Regions from separate parts of the Mus musculus genome. Here regions 2, 3, 4, 5 and 6 are each linked to region 1. Evidence: chromatin contacts called from public Hi-C and promoter capture Hi-C data. All regions are on one chromosome and are shown on one strand. Each heading gives the region's core, a stretch centred on a gene start, on an enhancer-like site or on the middle of the called end of the contact. The rest is flanking DNA. Distances are from core to core; before and after follow the strand shown. Region 1 holds the start of Dnajc19 (DnaJ heat shock protein family (Hsp40) member C19). Region 2 holds the start of 4932438A13Rik (RIKEN cDNA 4932438A13 gene). Region 3 holds the start of Ccna2 (cyclin A2). Region 4 holds the start of Exosc9 (exosome component 9). Region 5 holds the start of 1810062G17Rik (RIKEN cDNA 1810062G17 gene). Region 6 holds the start of Zfp267 (zinc finger protein 267).

What was found. Promoter capture Hi-C pulls out the DNA fragments that hold promoters and counts their contacts. Hi-C and Micro-C count contacts between places; a contact is called where the count stands out from the background. Capture Hi-C pulls out chosen DNA fragments and counts their contacts.
Region 2: a promoter capture Hi-C map of pre-B cells shows a contact between it and region 1. The contact joins the promoter of 4932438A13Rik here to the promoter of Dnajc19 in region 1. A contact is called at or near these places in 2 of 39 promoter capture datasets (liver and pre-B cells) and 1 of 9 other capture datasets (adipose tissue).
Region 3: a contact with region 1 is called in a Hi-C map of B cells, with 7 read pairs. The contact joins the promoter of Ccna2 here to the promoter of Dnajc19 in region 1. A contact is called at or near these places in 5 of 39 promoter capture datasets (the C10 cell line, hippocampal neurons, liver and 1 more), 2 of 484 Hi-C or Micro-C datasets (B cells and Th1 cells) and 1 of 9 other capture datasets (liver).
Region 4: a promoter capture Hi-C map of pre-B cells shows a contact between it and region 1, with 7 times the contacts expected there. The contact joins the promoter of Exosc9 here to the promoter of Dnajc19 in region 1. A contact is called at or near these places in 6 of 39 promoter capture datasets (the C10 cell line, embryonic stem cells, hippocampal neurons and 2 more), 1 of 484 Hi-C or Micro-C datasets (Th1 cells), 1 of 115 datasets of contacts at active chromatin or transcription factors (astrocytes) and 1 of 9 other capture datasets (adipose tissue).
Region 5: a contact with region 1 is called in a promoter capture Hi-C map of liver, with 3 times the contacts expected there. The contact joins the promoter of 1810062G17Rik here to the promoter of Dnajc19 in region 1. A contact is called at or near these places in 5 of 39 promoter capture datasets (embryonic stem cells, hippocampal neurons, liver and 1 more), 3 of 115 datasets of contacts at active chromatin or transcription factors (astrocytes, double positive thymocytes and thymic regulatory T cells) and 1 of 9 other capture datasets (liver).
Region 6: a contact with region 1 is called in a promoter capture Hi-C map of liver, with 4 times the contacts expected there. The contact joins the promoter of Zfp267 here to the promoter of Dnajc19 in region 1. A contact is called at or near these places in 3 of 39 promoter capture datasets (embryonic stem cells, hippocampal neurons and liver), 1 of 115 datasets of contacts at active chromatin or transcription factors (astrocytes) and 1 of 9 other capture datasets (liver).

Annotation. Positions count from the first base shown.
Region 1 is chr3:34,079,923-34,082,912 of GRCm38.p6, forward strand. Dnajc19 (DnaJ heat shock protein family (Hsp40) member C19) reads right to left here and starts at 1,432. Exons shown (of 6, transcript NM_026332.4): 1 at 1,264-1,432; 2 at 309-360; 3 at 162-235. The coding sequence starts at 1,266.
Region 2 is chr3:36,861,639-36,864,628 of GRCm38.p6, forward strand. 4932438A13Rik (RIKEN cDNA 4932438A13 gene) reads left to right here and starts at 1,468. Exons shown (of 86, transcript NM_172679.2): 1 at 1,468-1,710; 2 at 2,749-2,847.
Region 3 is chr3:36,571,505-36,574,494 of GRCm38.p6, forward strand. Ccna2 (cyclin A2) reads right to left here and starts at 1,534. Exons shown (of 9, transcript NM_009828.3): 1 at 1,277-1,534; 2 at 134-799. The coding sequence starts at 319. It overlaps Bbs7 (Bardet-Biedl syndrome 7 (human)), which reads right to left. Exons shown (of 19, transcript NM_027810.3): 19 at 1,639-2,118. The coding sequence ends at 1,985.
Region 4 is chr3:36,551,097-36,554,086 of GRCm38.p6, forward strand. It overlaps Exosc9 (exosome component 9), which reads left to right and starts at 1,510. Exons shown (of 12, transcript NM_019393.2): 1 at 1,510-1,655; 2 at 1,939-2,033; 3 at 2,710-2,829; 4 at 2,944-2,990. The coding sequence starts at 1,590.
Region 5 is chr3:36,474,529-36,477,518 of GRCm38.p6, forward strand. 1810062G17Rik (RIKEN cDNA 1810062G17 gene) reads left to right here and starts at 1,409. Exons shown (of 3, transcript NM_028183.1): 1 at 1,409-1,711. The coding sequence starts at 1,607. It overlaps Anxa5 (annexin A5), which reads right to left and starts at 1,359. Exons shown (of 13, transcript NM_009673.2): 1 at 1,045-1,359; 2 at 902-932. The coding sequence starts at 904. Mir7009 (microRNA 7009) reads right to left here and starts at 996; the gene lies at 933-996.
Region 6 is chr3:36,149,672-36,152,661 of GRCm38.p6, forward strand. Zfp267 (zinc finger protein 267) reads left to right here and starts at 1,409. Exons shown (of 4, transcript NM_001101478.1): 1 at 1,409-1,524. The coding sequence starts at 1,522.

The sequences.
Region 1 (2,990 bases), core at 182-2,681:
CCACCCACCCTCAGTTGTCACATGTGAAAACCAACTCCCAGTGTGGCCCATTGCAAGGTTTACAACTCCACACTGAGCTCCATGGACCTGTGGAATTCACCTTACAGGCAAGCTCCAGGCTTCAAATACAGGCAAGTTAGTTAGCAAGAAGGTTCACTTACAGATTTTGGTAGGCTCTGAAAAACTTGTTTTACTTGAGGCTCCACATGCTTCATGGCTTGTAAAACATAACGGCCTAAAACCAAAAGCAACAGAATAAGCAAATCCATGCATAACCAGTCTGCTCCACCCCCAACCCACAGACAAACCTGCAAATCCTGCAGCAGCAATGGTCAACCCGACTGCTACCACTGTGCTGGCCTGTAATGGAGGAGAAGAGCAAGTCTTTACTACTCTTAATTGCTACCTATTCCGCAGCCAAACTCATTACGACCTTCATTTTGGTGAAAGGTGGGTTCTTTTTCCCTTTTGGGGCAGGATTAGGGATGGAACCTAGTGTGTGTCTCATGCTGGTAAGGTGCCTACAACTCCAGCCTTTCTCAAAGTTCCAACACTTTTATTCTGAGGTGGAGTCTTGCTAAAATTGTCCAGGCTGCCCACGAATTTGCGACTAGCTCTCTAAGCAACTGGGACTTTACAGAGTGCAGCACAGGGTCTGCTGGAAGAAACATTTTTTTTTCTAATAGAAATATGTCTTTAAAACTACTGCAGTTGGACGTGGTGCACATTGGCGGCTTGCATTTAGTCCCCGGACTTGGGAAACATTGGCAGGTGAATTTCTGTACGTTCTGGGACTTCCAGGACTACAAAGTGAAACCCTGTTTAAAAAAAAAAAATTAAACTACTGCAATTTTTATCCACAATTTATTGTCAGAGTATGGGATTTTCACCAAGAAGAAAAGGGTAAGTCATCTTTACCCACAACAGTAAGATGGTGATTTTTCAGCCATGGAAGAGAACTTTAACCCTTGGGCATTGGAACCCCTTTCTAGTTTAGACAAGACCGGTGAAAATAAGATTTCTGCTGGATTTGGAAACAGTGCTTGCAAAGGCTCCCTGATCCCATAAGGTATTTCCACCGTAAAGAGGGGAGGAGTGCGGAGATGGTAGTGGGGTAACAGCCCGACCTCCTAGGAGGCACAAACGTGTGCCTGCCTGCAAGCAGATAAGGGGTGTCAGCTGGAGCCACCGGAGGCCGGAGTAAAGGTCAGTCTCCGTATCCGCCCAGCGCCCCTTCGGAGCCCGTCAGCGCCGACCACTCACCATGACTCCACTCCGCGGCTCGGCACCGCGCGCTCATCCCAGCGCGAGCCCACCGCCACGGTACAGCTGTGGAGAACGACAGGGCCGAGCCAGCGATGCCGCCACTTCCACTAGCGCCGCGCAACACGGCAGCGGCGCCGTAAAGTGCGTCGGAACTGTCGCACAAAGTGCCGCACAAAGGGCCTCACCAACTCCGGTTGACGGAGAGGTCGGACTGGGGCGGGACTGGCCATGCCCTCTGCCCGGGATTCCTGACTTGCAAGTCCAATATCCGGCCCTAAAACAGGCTTTCCCGCTAAAACCTATCTCCCTAACTTTGCTTTATATAGGTTATTCCGCCCACCCCGTGGAAGTAGCGTTGTTTTTCACATGAGGCATTTATTTTGTCTTCTGTGCATCTTTTGCTACCCTGGGCTGTCGCCAGTAGATGTCAAGAAGCCACAAGGCTGATCTTCATGGCCTGCAGAGACATCTTTCTTCTTCTGGCTTGGAACGTAGTTAGATCTATAAACATCAGAAACGATATGGAAAATGATTTTTTCCAGTCTTTTTTTTTTTTCCATCTTCCTTCCTGATGTCTGCTTCAGGCTATGTAGATTTGTTCACTAAAAATACAGCTCCTGTTGTGTGTTCACCATGAATTTTTTCTCTCCTGTTTTAGCCTGACTTACTATTTGTGTAATTAAAAGAGCTTCTTGTACCTGTGTTGCTCACAGCATGTGGTTGTTTGGCCTAAGCATGGCAAATGCACTTGACTAGAAGGAAAGTGACTAGGAGCTGTCTTTTTGCATAAAGGCTGTAAGTTGTGAGAATATAAAAGCCATATGTGACCCCAAGGGAAGCTAGAAACTAAGGTAGCTGTTCTTTGTCAATGAATTCCTGTTAATCTTGCCAGTCTTCGCCTGCTACTTCCCCAAGCTTCTCCCCTTTGTTGTCAGAAGACCATTGTGTGAATGTATCATATTTTGCTTATCTTTCCGTTTCTCATGGGTTGTTTCTGTGGTGTAGCTGTGGGGAGTGTCATGTCTGTGGGCATGGATGTACAGAAACTAGGCAGAGACTTATTCCTTTCTCCTGGCTAGGTGGGCAGACATGAAATCCAGGCATGCTGTGAGGATTGGACTTTCACTTGTCGTGCTTTGAATCTGAGCTGTCTCTCAGAGGCTCATGCATGGATTCGTGTGTGTGTGTGTGTGTGTGTGTGTGTGTGTGTTTGTGTGTGTGTGTTAAGAACTCATGGCAGGGATGTGTTAGAGGTAGGGTATTGGGAAGGTAACTGGATCGAAAGGCTCTAAGAAGATGAGTGGATTGATCAGTTGGTTCTTGGCTTGGTGGATGGTGGGAGGTGATGGGGACGTAGCTGAATCATAGTTATGCGGAGCAGGTTCTTGTCTCTAGCTCCTCCCTTTCTTTGCTTCTTGGCCATCATTCATCTCTGCTGGTAGGTCCGACATTCCCCATCCTAAGGTTCTGCTTCACCACACATCCAGAAACAATGGGATCAGACGACTATGCCTTGTCAGCTCTGAGACTGTGAGCCAGTTATTTTTCCAATGTGAGGTAATTCTGTCAGTCATTTTGCCACAGCAAAGGAAAGGTGAGCAATGTAGTTACTGTTATATTCCTGAAAGGGAAGGTAGTTGGTGGATGAGGGCCTCGATCCACATCCATATTTGATAGTTTCTGGGTTTTTATTGAATTGCAGGCATCCTAATGAGTATGAGGTG
Region 2 (2,990 bases), core at 218-2,717, 2.8 Mb after region 1:
TGCTACTTCCTGTGAACTGGCTGTGATTTCAAAGAAAAAAAGTTATAGCACAAAATATCATTACCTGGTTTTTGTTATGAAATTCTTTTTTTTTTTTTTCTTTTTGATGTAGCTCAGGCTGGTCCAGAAGTTTCTCTATTGGTCTCAAACCCAGGCTTTTCCAATGTGCTGGGATGCTATGCATACTTTAGCTATGTCCAGCTAGAGAAGTTCACATTGTATTTGCTGGAGGCAGTTTTTTTTTCTTTTTCTTTTTCTGACACCATCTGCATTTTTCACATGCTGGTGAAAAGTCAAAGTAGGGGGAAGGTTCAAGAGCCAGGAAGTGTTGCTATGTAAATTTCCTGAGCCACCCTGAACTCTTTGCTTAATCATCTTCCCAGGGTTAGAGGCCCTTGGAATAGAAAAGCTCTACGATGAATAACTCATCTTGAAGATGTCATCTCTTTTACACCTGTAGCTCAGGGTGGCTCTTCCTCAGGGGATAAGAAGAAAGGAGACAAGTAAGTGTTCAGATTCTCCAATTCCTCACTCACTGTAGAGGAAGTCTGCTGTGAATTATACTTCTCTTCTTGCTATCCTAAGATCTTCTTATCTCTGGAGCAATTTAGTTTCAGTTTTGTTTTGTTTTGGGGAAACTGAATCATATCTCAGTCACTTCTAGTTCAAAGAACTCTTGCTAAGACTTTATTTATTTATTTATTATATCTGGCTTCACATCTGTTTAAAAGTGGATGCTCCCACCCCCAAGTGGAAATGTTGAGTGACCTGAACTCTTAGAACCAGAGGCTTAGATATTGACAGGTAGTGTAGAGAATGTACTGGAAGCTGTGGCGCTGGGGCTCAAATCCTAGATCTCTAAACTGACAAAGTACTTCAACTTCCTGAGCCTTAGGTTTTAATTTGTGAAAAATTAAAATATTTGGTTAATTTCCTAGGTCAGTGTTTCATACATCAAATGCATCTTCTGTGAGATGCATGCCATAGCTAGCAGACTCTCCTTTTTCTGGCTTCCTTTTCCTACGTTGATTATACTGTCTACATTATCAGGACGATGTTTACAACCCCCACGCCACAATTGGAATCTGGAACAAGGTAGTTTTCAAATCAGTAGTGACCTGTGTCTCTCAGACTAGGCTACGCCCTGTGGACATGGCCCCGCCCCTCTGCTCAGGCCTGTTCTCTTGTAAAAACAGGATTCGCCTCTAGGCACAGGTTCCAACTTTAGTCTTTAGTTTGGTCCTGAAGCTCAGGCTTTGCCCCATTGACCTAGATCTCATCCCTAGGGCCTAAGCCCTGTCCTCTGCCCCGGCCTTCCAAGGCCCCGCCTCCGCCCCGGCCCGCCCCGCCCCGGCCCCGCCCCCGGCCCAAGCGGCGCTTCTCCGTTCGGGCCTGGTGCCAGTGAGGGGCGGGGCTAACTCGGTTCTTGGGCGGGGCCAGAGTGGCGTACACGGAGGCGCTGGCGCCTTGACGTGATACGCTGCCAGTTGACGCAGCTGCGGTGCCGCTGGCCTCCACTCCTGCCTCGGCTCTACTCCTCCGCCCCATGGGTGTCCGAGGCGGCGGGCCGAGCTGGACGTGCTACAGGCTGAGGGTGTAAGCATCAGCGGAGGTCCCGACTCGGGGCTGTTGTGCTGTCAAGTGAGAGGAGCTCGAGAGGCTGCGCGCGGTGAGGGCTGGGAGGTGGCGAGGTGGGCAGCGCCTTTCCGGGTGAGTCTGGAAGGTTTGCGGGGTCGCGGCTGTGGCGCGGGCCTGGGGGTCGGAGGTCGGAGGTCGGAGGTTAAGGTGGAGGCCTAGCAGGCCCTGACAGCCGGGTGCTGGGGTTGCGGGCGGGGGGGGCGGGCGCGCGGACCTGGCGGGGTGGGCAGGGCCGAGCGCCCCGGGTTGGCTCGGCCCTCGTCTGGTAGGGCATACCTGAGTGGACACCTCTCCTGCCAGAGGAAGGTCCACAAGGGTTATCTTCCATCCGGGGAATATTAGATTTCTTCCTTCCTCGCCCCATCGGTTGTGGTGTTGACAGTGGGATGTCCGGTAAAGGGGACGAATTCTTGTAAATTTCCTCTGAGCAGTCATGGGTTCTGGAACGGAGAAAGTAGGTTTCAGGTGGTTTCGCGTTGCTGCTTTCATCCCGTGCATGACAACGAAGCAGATTTAATCTGACAAGTATAAAAGTGGATGAGTTAGTCAGAATATTTGACTTAGCAATGACTGCTATGTGCTATTTTAATATGCGCTCATACAGTTTGTAACAAAAAGGTGAAGCCTTTCCCCACTTTGTAGCTGAGAACCTTGGAACAGAACTGTTTCAAACCTGACTTTCTCACTTTATGGCCCCTCAGTTAGCATGCCACCCCCCCCCCATTACTCAAATGCCTTAAAAGTTTGCAAGGCAAGTGCCCTGTGATAAAATGTGCCAGGTGCCCAGAGTAGAGAGGAAATGAAGGCACAGTTCTTTCCAGCAGACTCGGTGTCAGTAGAAACATTCTTTCAAGGCTGCACTTTTAAGTGTGCCTCGCAGGTAGAACGTCACCATTAGCATCCTGACTCCTACCTCGTGGACTCCTATGTTTCTTTTACATATAAAGTGGTTCTTAAATTATTTTAGTCTTATTTGAGGTGTAGGAATGTAACATTGGACCAAATACTGAAGAGTTTCCTGGTGTGTTTAAATAATTTAGTTTGAAACGGTTGCTCTACCAACAAAGTTAGGATACCTTTTCTAATTGATTGATATGCTGGTCTTTTCAGACTTGTTAAGATGAAGCGCTGCAGAAGGACCTTCAGAAGAGGAAAGATAAACAACATTGAAGATTAAAAAACTAAACAAAATAAAACAAGAAATCTTGTGTAAGTATTTCTGCCTAAGATTTAAAAAAAATCTAATTTCTTATTAAAGTCCAGATAGAGAAAAGTTAACTTTATGCTTCATTTGTGATTCAGTCCATCTGTGACCCACAAATCATTCCATCTGCATTTTGGACTGCTGATAC
Region 3 (2,990 bases), core at 284-2,783, 2.5 Mb after region 1:
CTAGAAACGCCCGGACCGCGAAGACTGCAGCCTGACTCCCCCTGGAATGCTCAGCGTGCTTTCCGGCCCTCTGGGCTGCTAAACCCAGGACCGCTCCCGCCCGGCCCTCCTCCAGACCCCCGCGCCCTATTACCCGTCGAGTCTTGAGCTTCTGCTGCGGCGCGGGTCCACGCACGTTCCCGGCCTTCAGCACCGCCTGCGCCCGCGGCTGCTGGGCTGGCGCCAGTTTTTCGGGGTTGACATTCTCTTGGTCTTCCTGATGCAGCGAGAGCAGGGCTGAGCCCGCATCGCGACCCGAATGCCTCGAGGTGCCCGGCATCGCGGCTCCGGTCCGGTTCTGTCGGCGGCAGAGCGTGCACAGCGCCCGCCGCTCCGGAGCAGCGCGGGACCCTGGCGGCCGACCCGCGGAGCAGAGGCTGCAGGCGGGAGGAGCGTAGAGCCCAGGAGCCGCGAGCTGCGCGCCGCCCGCCGGCTGCTGGTCTTGTAGTTCAAGTAGCCCGCGACTATTGAAATAAACCAATGAGGGCGTCCGGAGTCCGTGACGTCACCAGAAGCGCCGGTCGCCGCGAGCGAAGGCCCGACGGGAATCTTACAGGGCGGGAGCCTGAGGACGCGCCTGCGCAGAGGAGGGCGGGGCGGGCGGCCGCTTTCGGCCGATCTCTGCTGCTCAGTGGATCTGTAGCCTCATAGGATCCTGCCGGAGCCGCTGGGCGGTCCAGACAAGCCCTCGGGGCCTCGAGGTGTCGGCCTTCGCCTCAGCTAAGGGGTGAAGCGCCTTCTCCTGGTCGCTGGGTGGCGCCTAGGCAGGAGCGTATGGATCTGAATGACAAACTGCCCCGTCCTGGGTACACTACTCCTTTCTCTTTCTCTGTGATGCTGCCATACAACATAGGGAAACGCTGGAACTTTTACTGTTTACTATTGTTTCACCTCTCCTGTATATCATTTGTTTGTTGTTTGATTTTGAGGCAGGGTCTCATAATGCTGTCCCAATTGTCCTGTGACTCACTGATATCCGTTATCAGAGCTCACTGATCTGGGATTAAAGGCGTGTCTCTATGCCCCGCATTCCAGTAAACTACCCCACCCCCACCCCCAATTAAAGATGGGTTAATTTAAAATGCCAACATGAGCTATTGTTGATAACAAGTGGTGTACTACAAGAAATTCAGCTGTCCATTAATTTTGCTAATCCTTGGTTGTGACATCAGACCATGAAGTTCCACTGACCCAAATAGATATTACATTTAGAAATGAAGTGCATTGTGGTACATACCTTTAATCCCAGAGTTTCAGATCTCTGAATTCAAGTTAGTCCAAGTCAGCTATGTAGTGAGATGATGTCTCAAAAGTAGAAAAAAAGTGTTCATAAGAAAACCGGGCAGCCAGGAGGCGATGGCCAAGCCTTTTCCGGGCATCTCAGGAGGCAGAGGCAGGTGGATCTCTTGAGTGCAAGGCCAGCCTGGACTGCAGAGTTAGTTCCAGGTCAGCTACACAAAGAAATCCTGTCTTGAGAAACCCTGTCTCGAAAAACAAAACAAAACAAAAACCACAAAAAAAAAAAAAAAAACCAACCCAAACACACACACACAGAGAAATATATACAAAACCTAAATAAATATATAAAGACACAAGTATATTACCTTAAATGTTCACATTTAATAGTTAAGAATCATACATAAAATATAATAAAATGTAATCATTGTTTTCATAACTACCCTTTGAAAACAAAAGACAGCTTATTTGCTCTTATTTAATAGTATTCTAAAACTTTCAATGCAATATTCCCCTGAAATGAATGACTAAAAGATCTTCTTTTCCCCTCAAGTACACAATAAAAAGGACTTTCATGGGTACTCGTAGGGGGATGCTTAGAGGCCGTCACTCTTCTGATTACATGTGGGACGTCCATCTGAGGTGCCTCGGGTCTGATCAGGCTCTGCTTGCTTCTTCGGCTGTCCTGTTGGCCTACCTTGTTTATCTTTCATGCTGCATCGAAGAAAGAAATCAGTGTGTTCTGGTCGTAGCTGTCGAGAATCTCCAGGAGCATGGGTACTTTGGTTTTTACATTAGTGCCTTTGAACTTAAATTTATCTATAAAAAGATCAGTAATCATACCTACGAAGAAAAATATTATTTCTTGTTATTGATTAGTTCTTTTAACAATGCATGTGGCATTCTCTCACCACCTGAGACTCCATTATTCAACACATACAAGCCTGGAAGAGGTTGGTGTTTTTAAAAACAGATGTGTATGTGGAGAAGGTTTGAAGCAACTTTCAAGACATAAATATTTGATAACCTTCTAACAATGGGTTGCAACTGCTGACCTAGACAAGCCACTGGTCGCGATTCTGAATCTGTGTCGGTGCACCCTGCATCCCAGCGACTGACTGCTGCTGCATCAGGAAGAACGTCTGAACTGAAGCACTTCACCCATGGGCTTACTGGGTGCAGAGGTCTGGGAAATTACTGCACCTTTGAGTTTTCAAGATGTAACACAGAGACAACTCAAGTTGTCTATTATTTATACAAGACCCTTGAAAAAAAGTATATTTTAGGAAGAGAAAAAGAATATACCATTGATACTTTTTATATTGGTCCAATGAGACTGAGTGCTGATATCTGCTAACAAAATGGCAATGCTTTTACAATAAACAGGTGAATACTTGCACTCAGTGGGATTTAAAAAAAAAATAGAAAAAGCTTCGTGTCAGTTTAAATCAGGTTTTATCATGAAGTCAATCAGATTAAGACAATTTGCTGGTAAATGATTTACAAAGGTAAACTTTGGTTTTCAAAGCTGCTTCCTAGATTTTGGAATCACAGATGAGAGACGGTAGATCTGCAACACCATCATGTAAGGATATTTTAAGAGACCCTGTGCTTGCCGAATAGTGAACACTCAGATATCAGTACTGTTCATCTGTGAGAAAGTCTTGGGTGCATAATAAATTCTGTAGGCAGGTTAGTGGATCAGTGTGGGCTGA
Region 4 (2,990 bases), core at 260-2,759, 2.5 Mb after region 1:
AACTCAGATCCTCTGGAAGACCAACAGTTCTTAACTCTAAGGCACGTCTCCAGCCCATAAACCAAACATTTTAACACAGTAGAATTCAAAGGTATACTGATTTAGTACACGCTGAAGAATAATGGTAGAAAAACATTAACTTCTTTGTTTTCCATAATTAAACCATTATATTTACGAGAGGAAAAAAAATCCAGAAAAATAGAAGATGTATGCTCAGGATCACCTAGTGAGATGCTTGGAAGGCACTACCCTGTGCTGTCTTCTCTGGATTTGAAGCATCTGATTCAAGGAAACTTTTCTCTTTCTGTTCTGTGAACTGAGGGGGCAACGGGAAAAGCAGCTGGGGCAGCTGAGAGCGGTGATGCATACGCAGCTGTGCAGTCTGGCGGCCACGCTGAGACAATGGCAAGGCCGGGCAGCTGGACAGCCGAGGAAGCAGCAGCTGAATAGTTCAAAAGCAGCCGGGACTGGAAGAAAGGCAGCACAGAAAAGGGACAGCTGGAGAGAACAGAGAGCAAGACCAGAAACTACAGTCCTGACAACTGGAACGTTTCAGAGTTGTTAAATCTTTGGGGCCAAGGTCTCAGACCCTGGGCCAAGAGCTGTAGCATTCATTGTTGCTGCAAATCCCAAAAACTAGGTCAACCTGGAAGCTGCTAGCTAGCCATAGCCAAGAGCTGGGGGAAATCCCTATTTCCTAAACCCATGCAAGAGCTGTTACAACTTTGCAGGGTCAGGTGGATCTCTGTTAGTTCCAGTGATACACAGTGAGACTCTGTAATTAAAATAAAAAAACAATAATAAAAAAGGAGAAACAGAAGATTTGGGCACTAAAGGATCACCTACTGCTGCCTCACTCGTTGCGCAAGCTGTCAAATACCAGCTCTTGATGTGGGTGAATCAGGACACCGGCCAGCAGATGGAGGACACATGTCTGTCTGTAAAAATAAGCCTGTCGGTTTAAAATGAGATATAAGCAGTAAACGAGGTTCCAGTCAGTGACGTTACACTTCACTTGTTTTCCCGTCCTCAGGTCCCATGTGAACCACCTTTAGTCGGCTACATCCTCCCCATCCGCCCCAAGCCCTTACAAGGATTCTCCACCGATTCGCACCACCCTTCCATCTTTCTCTGACAAAAGTCAGCATCCTCAGTAGACTGTCTCTGTGGTGAAGTGCCAGGGAATCCCAATACTTAGGTCAGCCTGGAAGATGGTAGACATCCAGACCCAAGAGCTGGGGAAATCTTTGTTTCCTACCCCCAAAGCAAGAACTGTTACGACTTGTAGGGATAAGTAAGTCTCTGTTGAGTTCAGTCAGAGACAGAGTGAGATTCTGTCTCAATAAAAAACTAGGAACAGGACTGCACTGCAGATGCTAATCTCCACTGCGATGCCGGGCAGGACCAACCCGGGAAATCTTCGTTGATTTGCTACACTGCCTGTACCGGCCCCAGCGGCCCCCGATCTCTAGCCACGCCCACACCACGCCCCCGAGCCTGCGCCTGGATGACGTCGGTTTTCCGCGCCGGGAAGAAGCCGGTGTGCGGACTTGTCTCGGTGCCGTTCATCCTTTGCGTGGCCCGCCACTATGAAGGAGACGCCGCTTTCCAACTGTGAGCGCCGCTTCCTGCTCCGCGCAATTGAGGAGAAGAAGGTGCGAGGCCTGCGGTGTGAACACCGTGGCTTTGGGTGTAGACTCGGGTTGTCCGTGGATACATTGTCAGTTCGGCCTGTTGTGTGGTCGTGGTGTGGACTCGGGGGCTGCCCAGTGTGGACTCTCCCCATTCCCCAAGCCTCAGGGCAGTATTTGACCCTGACCAGTTCCTTTGAACCTTAAGCCAGCAGTATTCAGTGGCAGGGACGTTGGGAACCAGGACCACACAGACACAGTTGCCACTCATAAATATGTTAAAGCAGTAAATGGTGTTTGCTTACAGCGCCTGGACGGCAGACAGACCTATGATTACAGGAACATCAGGATCTCATTCGGAACGGATTATGGATGCTGTATTGTGGAACTGGGAAAAACAAGGTAACAGGATTCAAGTTAGATAATGCAACAGGAGGTGTGAAAATCACAACATACTGACTCGGTTGTTTACTGAGCAGCTCCGAATTCCAAACGTGCTATTCTTATTCTTATTCTTATTATTATCATTATTCTGATGAGAAATATGTTTCTTTAATGCCAGCCTTTTTTAGTTTTGTGCGCAGTTTAACTTTCAACCATTAGTGCTTTCTGTTATATGAGTATCATAGTTCCGTATGACCATTATAAATCATGTAGACAGCTAACATTGATCACACAGGTTATCTGCATGTCTCATTTTCTAGTGTGAGGAGTGTATCGATCATGTCATCAGTAAGCCTCAGTTTCCCTTTTATTCTCAAATGATGTAAGAAATAAGAGATTTCCTTTCTGTCATCCTTTTGTGTATACCAATATTTTTTATTTCTGCGTGAAATCTACTTACCCTTAAAAAAAAAAACCTTTATTATTGTGTATGTGCATTATTGTGTGTGTGTAGGCAGGTTGCTGGGTCCAGTTTACCACATTCTATATGTAATTTCTGCCTCTTATGTCACATTGTGTTGTTTAGGTTTTTGTTGTTGTTGTTGTTATTTTAGATTTCGTCACCCTTTTTTTTTTTTTTTTAATTGAAAAGAAAGTACGTTTAGTTGACTGCTTTGCACCTTTATTTTTGCAGAGTCCTTGGACAGGTTTCCTGTGAACTTGTTTCTCCGAAACTCAATAGGGCAACGGAAGGTATCCTCTTTTTTAACCTTGAGCTTTCTCAGATGGCTGCTCCAGCTTTTGAGCCTGGCAGGTATCTCACTCTTTGTTAAGTTACTTTAGCCATGGAAGAACTTACCCTCAGTGAGATATTGTTTTCCTGCTCACAGTCGAAGTTTATCACATTAGTTCGTTCTTCTTTCCATAGGCAGTCAGATCTCTTGGTGAAGCTGAATCGACTCTTAGAAAGGTGTC
Region 5 (2,990 bases), core at 159-2,658, 2.4 Mb after region 1:
CCCTTGATGACCAAAGATGATCTTTCACTCCTGATCCTCCTGCCTCTACCTCCCAAGATGTGGGATTCCAGGTATAACCACTTTGCCTCAGGGCGGAATATTTTAGGTATGATAACTTCTTCACATGACCAGCTTTGAAAAATTACTACATACGCTGGGCGGTGGTGGTGAAGGCTTTTAGTTCTAGCCCTCAGCAGAGGCAGTCTGTGAGTTCGAGGCCAGCCAAGGCAACACAGAGGAACCCTAGCTTGGAAAACAAAACAAAACAAAACAAAAATCAACTTTTCTTTGCTACAGTCTTGAAAAATACTAAGAGATCTCCTAAAACAATGACAACAACAAAAACCTATTCGGAAGTCAACTTCTGAAAGAATCCCAAGGCAAATTCAATTCAGAACTCGTTTTGCCAGTTCATTACTTTGGAAACCCAGCTTTTTGGTTCACTGCCTTTAGCAGAAAAAGAGAAAGAAAAGGCACAGTCGGTTCCTGTTAAATAAGTTGCGCCTTGCGCTGGAAAAAGCTCCCCTGAAGCACCATGGAGATTGCCCACGCACACCCAGTATTCAAACACAGGAAACTGCGGGAAAAATAAAAAAATAGGGGAAGCCAAAGGGCGTTCTCCTCACATGACCAAGAGAACTGTTCCTGCTCCGGATCTAATTTTGGCAACTCTGGATTTGGGGCGGCCTGATTCACATGCACCGGGGAGAAACACCGGCTGGTTCCGGACACTCCGGGGCGAGGGAGAAAACAGGAGAGCGCACACGGAGGGGGACACCCAAGAGGTCACAGAGAGGACACAGAGCGGGACACAGATGGGAAAGGCGAAAACCAAGAGACTGCGAAGGCAGCTGCCTTCAGAGAGGGTCCCGATCGCCCTGGTCGCGGTCACACGGCTTACCATGATGCTGTCGGTCAGGAGTGGACTGGAGCTGCAGGGAGAGGGGAAAAGAGAGACAGGGTCACTGGAGCTCTGGTCCCCTGACCCCAAAAGGGCCCTGAGCCCTTGGTGGAGGAGTCGCTCCCGGGACTACGGCCACTTACCAGGCAGTAGAGCGCAGGCTGCGGGTGAGAGCAGGACCGATGCACACGCCAAAGGACAAGGCAGTACTCTTCACAACTCCGTGCAACGGAAACGCCCTGGGCAGCCCAGCCTAGCCCGACCTGGCCCCGCCACGCCACGCCCCTGCCAAGATCACACACCCACCAGGGTCCCGCCCCCAGAGACGCTGCACTATAAGCCCCGCCTTGTCCCAGGCAGCTGCCACATCCCTGGATACGGTACTTTCCTCAGACAAGGCCACCCCCCTACCATGGCCACCTCCCTAATTAGGTCCCAGCCCGGGCCGCGCCCCCATCAGGACACGCCCTGCCACGTCCTAGCCTCTATGCTCCTGCGCCTGCGTGGGGCTTTTCGCTCACTCTTCGCTACGCTGGAGGCGCTGCAGGCCCAGGGGTCTGGGTGTGTCTAGAGAGTTAGGGACTGTCACAGCGGCACCTCACAGCGTCTTGCACCGCACTCTAAGCATGGGACAGTGAGGACCTTTTCCAGACTGCTTTCCAAGTGTTTCGTGCTAGTGTTTGCCTCTGGATGTCCGTGTAGCTGATGGGCAGCTCTTTTAAGAGCTGTACCTGGCAGTGTCAAAGCCTCAGAGCGGAAATGGTTTCACTTCCAAACTCAGCCTGTAACTTCAAAGACCCCAGGTGCAAGGTGACTAAGATGGAGCTTCCCCGCCCCCCCCCCGCCCGCCCCCAGGCCTAAAGACGCTGCAAAAGGATCGCGGATGTTCTAGAAGGATCAAAATCAGGTTTTTGAGCAAGAAGAAGCTAACCGAGGGTGGGGGTTGGGGGAGCCTTGCCACATGCTGAGTCTGGCCCTGATAGGTAGACTGATGGTTTTCTGGAAAAGCAGACAAAACTGCCGCTGAGGAGGGGAAGCCTGCCATTTTCCCTTGTGTACCCTTGTCCTATTGCTTTTCCTGTTCATGCGCCCCCTTCTCTGGGGACCTAGCCGCTCCCACAGCCTTAGACATTCCAGCACCTCTCCCAGGGAATTGTAATTTCTAGACTACTTTGGTTTTTGTTTTGTTTTGTTTTGTTTGCCTACACTAAGGGATCCTCTCACTTGACCCTTCAAGTACGGTTATGACTTCGATGCAACCATTTCCCTGCCTCCTCGCCCCCGCATTCCTTTAAGGCCCACCTATCTCTCAGTCGCTCACACTTATCTACTTTCTTTCTACTAGCATCTCCTTCAGTCTTTGACCTAAGTATTTTTTTTTCTTACATCTACTCAACTCCGTGTCCTCCTTCTCTGGAGTTAAGACCGCAGAAGCCTGTTTAACAGTGCTGTGGAAAACTGCCTTACGGCTGGCAGTGACTAGTGATCCGCCCTGCAGCCAAGGAGTAACATAAATTATTAGACCCAGACCTTTGATCTTCCCCAGCAAATGTTGCCTTTACATCCTATTACAATTAGCTTATTCACCTGGACCCCAGTCTGGAGGAGCAAGCTGACTTTCCGTGTTGAAAGGCAGAGCTCATGCATGAGAGGGCAGAGGAACACTATTTCCCAAGAAGGCTTTTCAGAAGCCTTTCCTACTAGAGGGAAGGAAGCCTGACTGAATGCTATTGAGTGTTCTGAGCACCTAGGAGACATTCATAAAATGGCCTACCTTAATATTCTAAATATAGCGTAGCACTGAGGAGAGGGCACACTGTGAAAGAAAGCACGAGATGCTGTAACTTGGTTTCTTACAAGCAATAGAATTTTATTTCTCAGCTGTTTGGAAGCTGGAAAATTCAAGATCAAGGCTCTGCACATTCAGGGTCTGGTGAGGGTCGGCTTCCTCAGAGAACCTCATCTCACTGAAGCATCACATGGCACAAGATGCTCACTGGCCTCTGAAGCCTCCTTTATCAGGGCATTACTCCCAATCACAAAGTGGAATGTCCATAATTTAACGCTTCTTAAAAGCAATCCTATGATC
Region 6 (2,990 bases), core at 159-2,658, 2.1 Mb after region 1:
TTTCTTATAATCTATTTAAATCACAGGGGGGCAAGGCCATGGAGGGATCAAGAGACAGGCTTCCCTCCTCATGTGCCCACCTTTGAACACTCCTGGTTGAAGTCCCCTGATCTGTTTTAGGACATGGTTACCCCCATTCACTGGGACCTAAAAGAAATATTGGCAGGAAACTGTGTTGCTTCACTTCTGACATAAATGGGAGAGATTCTCAGGTTCCCCTCACTTTCTTGAGGTCAGGAAAATTATAGCTCTCAGAAGAGGACTGTGACAGACGTGACCTGAAACCTGCTGAAGACCCGAATTTGGATGATTTAGTATAGTAACATATATATATATATATATATATATATATATATATATATATATATATATATATACACACACACACACACACACACACACATATATGTGTGTGTATACATATGTGTGCATGTATGTATATGTGTATATGTATGTATGTATGTATGTATACATATATGTATATGTGTGTGTGTGTGTGTGTGTAACCAATTCCACATATGATGATATGTTTGGATATACTGGGTTTTATTACAATCACTGTTTTAACTTTAATATGAACAGTAGAAAATTTTAAATTAAGTAAGTGTCTTAGTCAGGGTTTCTATTCCTGCACAAACATCATGACCAAGAAGCAAGTTGGGGAGGAAAGGGTTTATTAGGCTTACACTTCCATACTGCTGTTCATCATCAAAGGAAGTCAGGACTGGAACTCAAGCAGGTCAGGGAGCAGGAGCTGATGCAGAGGCCATGGAGGGATGTTCTTTACTGGCATGCTTTGCTAGCTTGCTCAGCTTGCTTTCTTATAGAACCCAAGACTACCAGCCCAGAGATGGTCCCACCTACAAGGGGCCTTTCCCCCTTGATCACTAATTGAGAAAATGCCTTACAGTTGGATCTCATGGAGGCATTTCCTCAACTGAAGCTCCTTTCTCTATTGTAACCCCAACTGTGTCAAGTTGACACAAAACTAGCCAGTACAGTAACACTTGAGTATTACTCCCCCTTTCTATATTCAATATTGCTGATTCAGGAGATTTTTTTCCCCTTTTAAAATTTGAAATTCAAGGACAGAGCTCAGGGGGAAATGGTGCCAAAGCTCTTCTCTATTGCGAATAATATACATATATATGATTCATAAATTGGTCTGACTTTATATACAATAGTAAATGGGAATGATTCCTCTAGGGTCAGCTTTACTACAACTGTACCAAAAACTTGTCATTTCAGCCCATAGGGTAGTGCTGGGGCCTGATGGGGCGGGACCGGAAAGTCATCCAATCAGCAGCACGATGGTGAGAACTTCGAATCAGACGTTTAGACAGGGTAGAGGGGGCGGGCCTTCATGCTGTGTTTCTGAAGTCCAGGATCTTGGAATCCTCCTCAGGCTGGGTCTCTTCCGGTGTAGACTGTAGCTCAGCCCTGCGGCATCCGTTTGCCCTGCGTCTGTAGGGTGCCGGGCCATCCACCGGGAGGACGCGGACTCCGCGTAGTCAAGCCACAATGGTGAGTGTGCATGGTGTCCTGAGACTGGAGGGAGGCTGTGTAGAGCCGGTGGGAATCGGCTGCGGCCAGTGCTCGATGTGGGAGGACGGTGAGCACTGCTGAAGCCTGCTGGTGAGTGTGTGCGTGGCGCGGCGAGGCTGGAGGGCTGCGGGGAGCCGAGGGGGAGCCGGCGACTGCATGGGGGGCGACGGCGGCCCCGCCTTCCTGCGGCCGGCCCTTGGGATCGGCCGGCTTGAGGTCCCCCTTGGTGGGCCATGCGTCACCGCGCAGCCTGAGCTGGAGATCCCCGGTACCCGGCCGCGCCCCCGAGCTAGCCGGTGCAGTGAAGGCCCAGGGTCAGACCCTGCTGCCCTGGAGTCCTCAGAGGCTCCAGCCTAGTAGCCCGGATTGTGCGGCGATAACCTGCAAGCGTAGGGCTCCCGCAGGGAAAGTGTTCAGTGAGGTGTCCTGTCCCTCCTCCCGAGCAGTCTAGATAAACGCGAAGCAGAATCTCCTATCCAGATGACTGCTCTTCCCCTGTCCTCGCTTCTCCTCTGGTTGGAGGAAGATTCCTAAATTTCCATCTCCTGACCGCATTCCCAAATGCCCATTTAAAAAATAATATTAACACCCATTTCCCACGCAGCATTTCAAATAGACATACATTTTGCTTGATTGGTTTTTTTCCCCACTCCACACACTGGGCGACATTTTAAAAAGGATTTACCCTATGGATATTTAACATAAAATCACTTGATTTTTTATTAAAACACACACACACAATGCCTCTCATTTTGTCATCCTTAGACACAGGAACCCCAATCAGAATGCTTTGGGGTTGTACTTGCCTTTTGGAGATTTTCCATAGTGATGGGTCTATCTTCATCTGACTCTACTTGGCCCTTTCCTTGCCCGGGTTTCAGAGATGCCAACACCAGCTGCCTTGTCTCCAGTGTCTAGGAGCATCCAATGATGTCAGTGTCTGGGCTGATCGTCCCAGCAGCCTGGGGTGTGAGGCTAGACCGCATTGGGACGCTGCTGGATGTCTTGGTGTTCTCCCATCTGAAACGCACTTGAGCTATCTCAGCCTTTTGATCAATATTCTGCCAGTTGTACTTAGCATGCAGGAGGCCTTCTGGTTGCTTAATTAAATCCTTGCTGCAAGTTTGTAAGAATGAATCCAGACTGCCAAGTAGTCATGGGAGAAGTGTTCTGTAAACCAGTTCTGGGCTTTCCCGCCTTGCTCTGCATCCCTTGTAGGGACGGAAGGTGACAGGGCTCATGGGCCTGCTTGTCCCCTTGTTTAGACTCACTAGCCTTTCTTGCTTCCTTGTTCTGTTGTTATTGTCTCTTTTTCATTTGTTTATTTATCTTCTGAGCTGGATAGGTGCATGCCAGCCATGGGATCCTGTGGGGTGAGAGGATTCTGGTCGTCTGTCCATAAAGGGAATCCCAGGGACCAAACTTAGGTTGACAGTTGTGGCAGC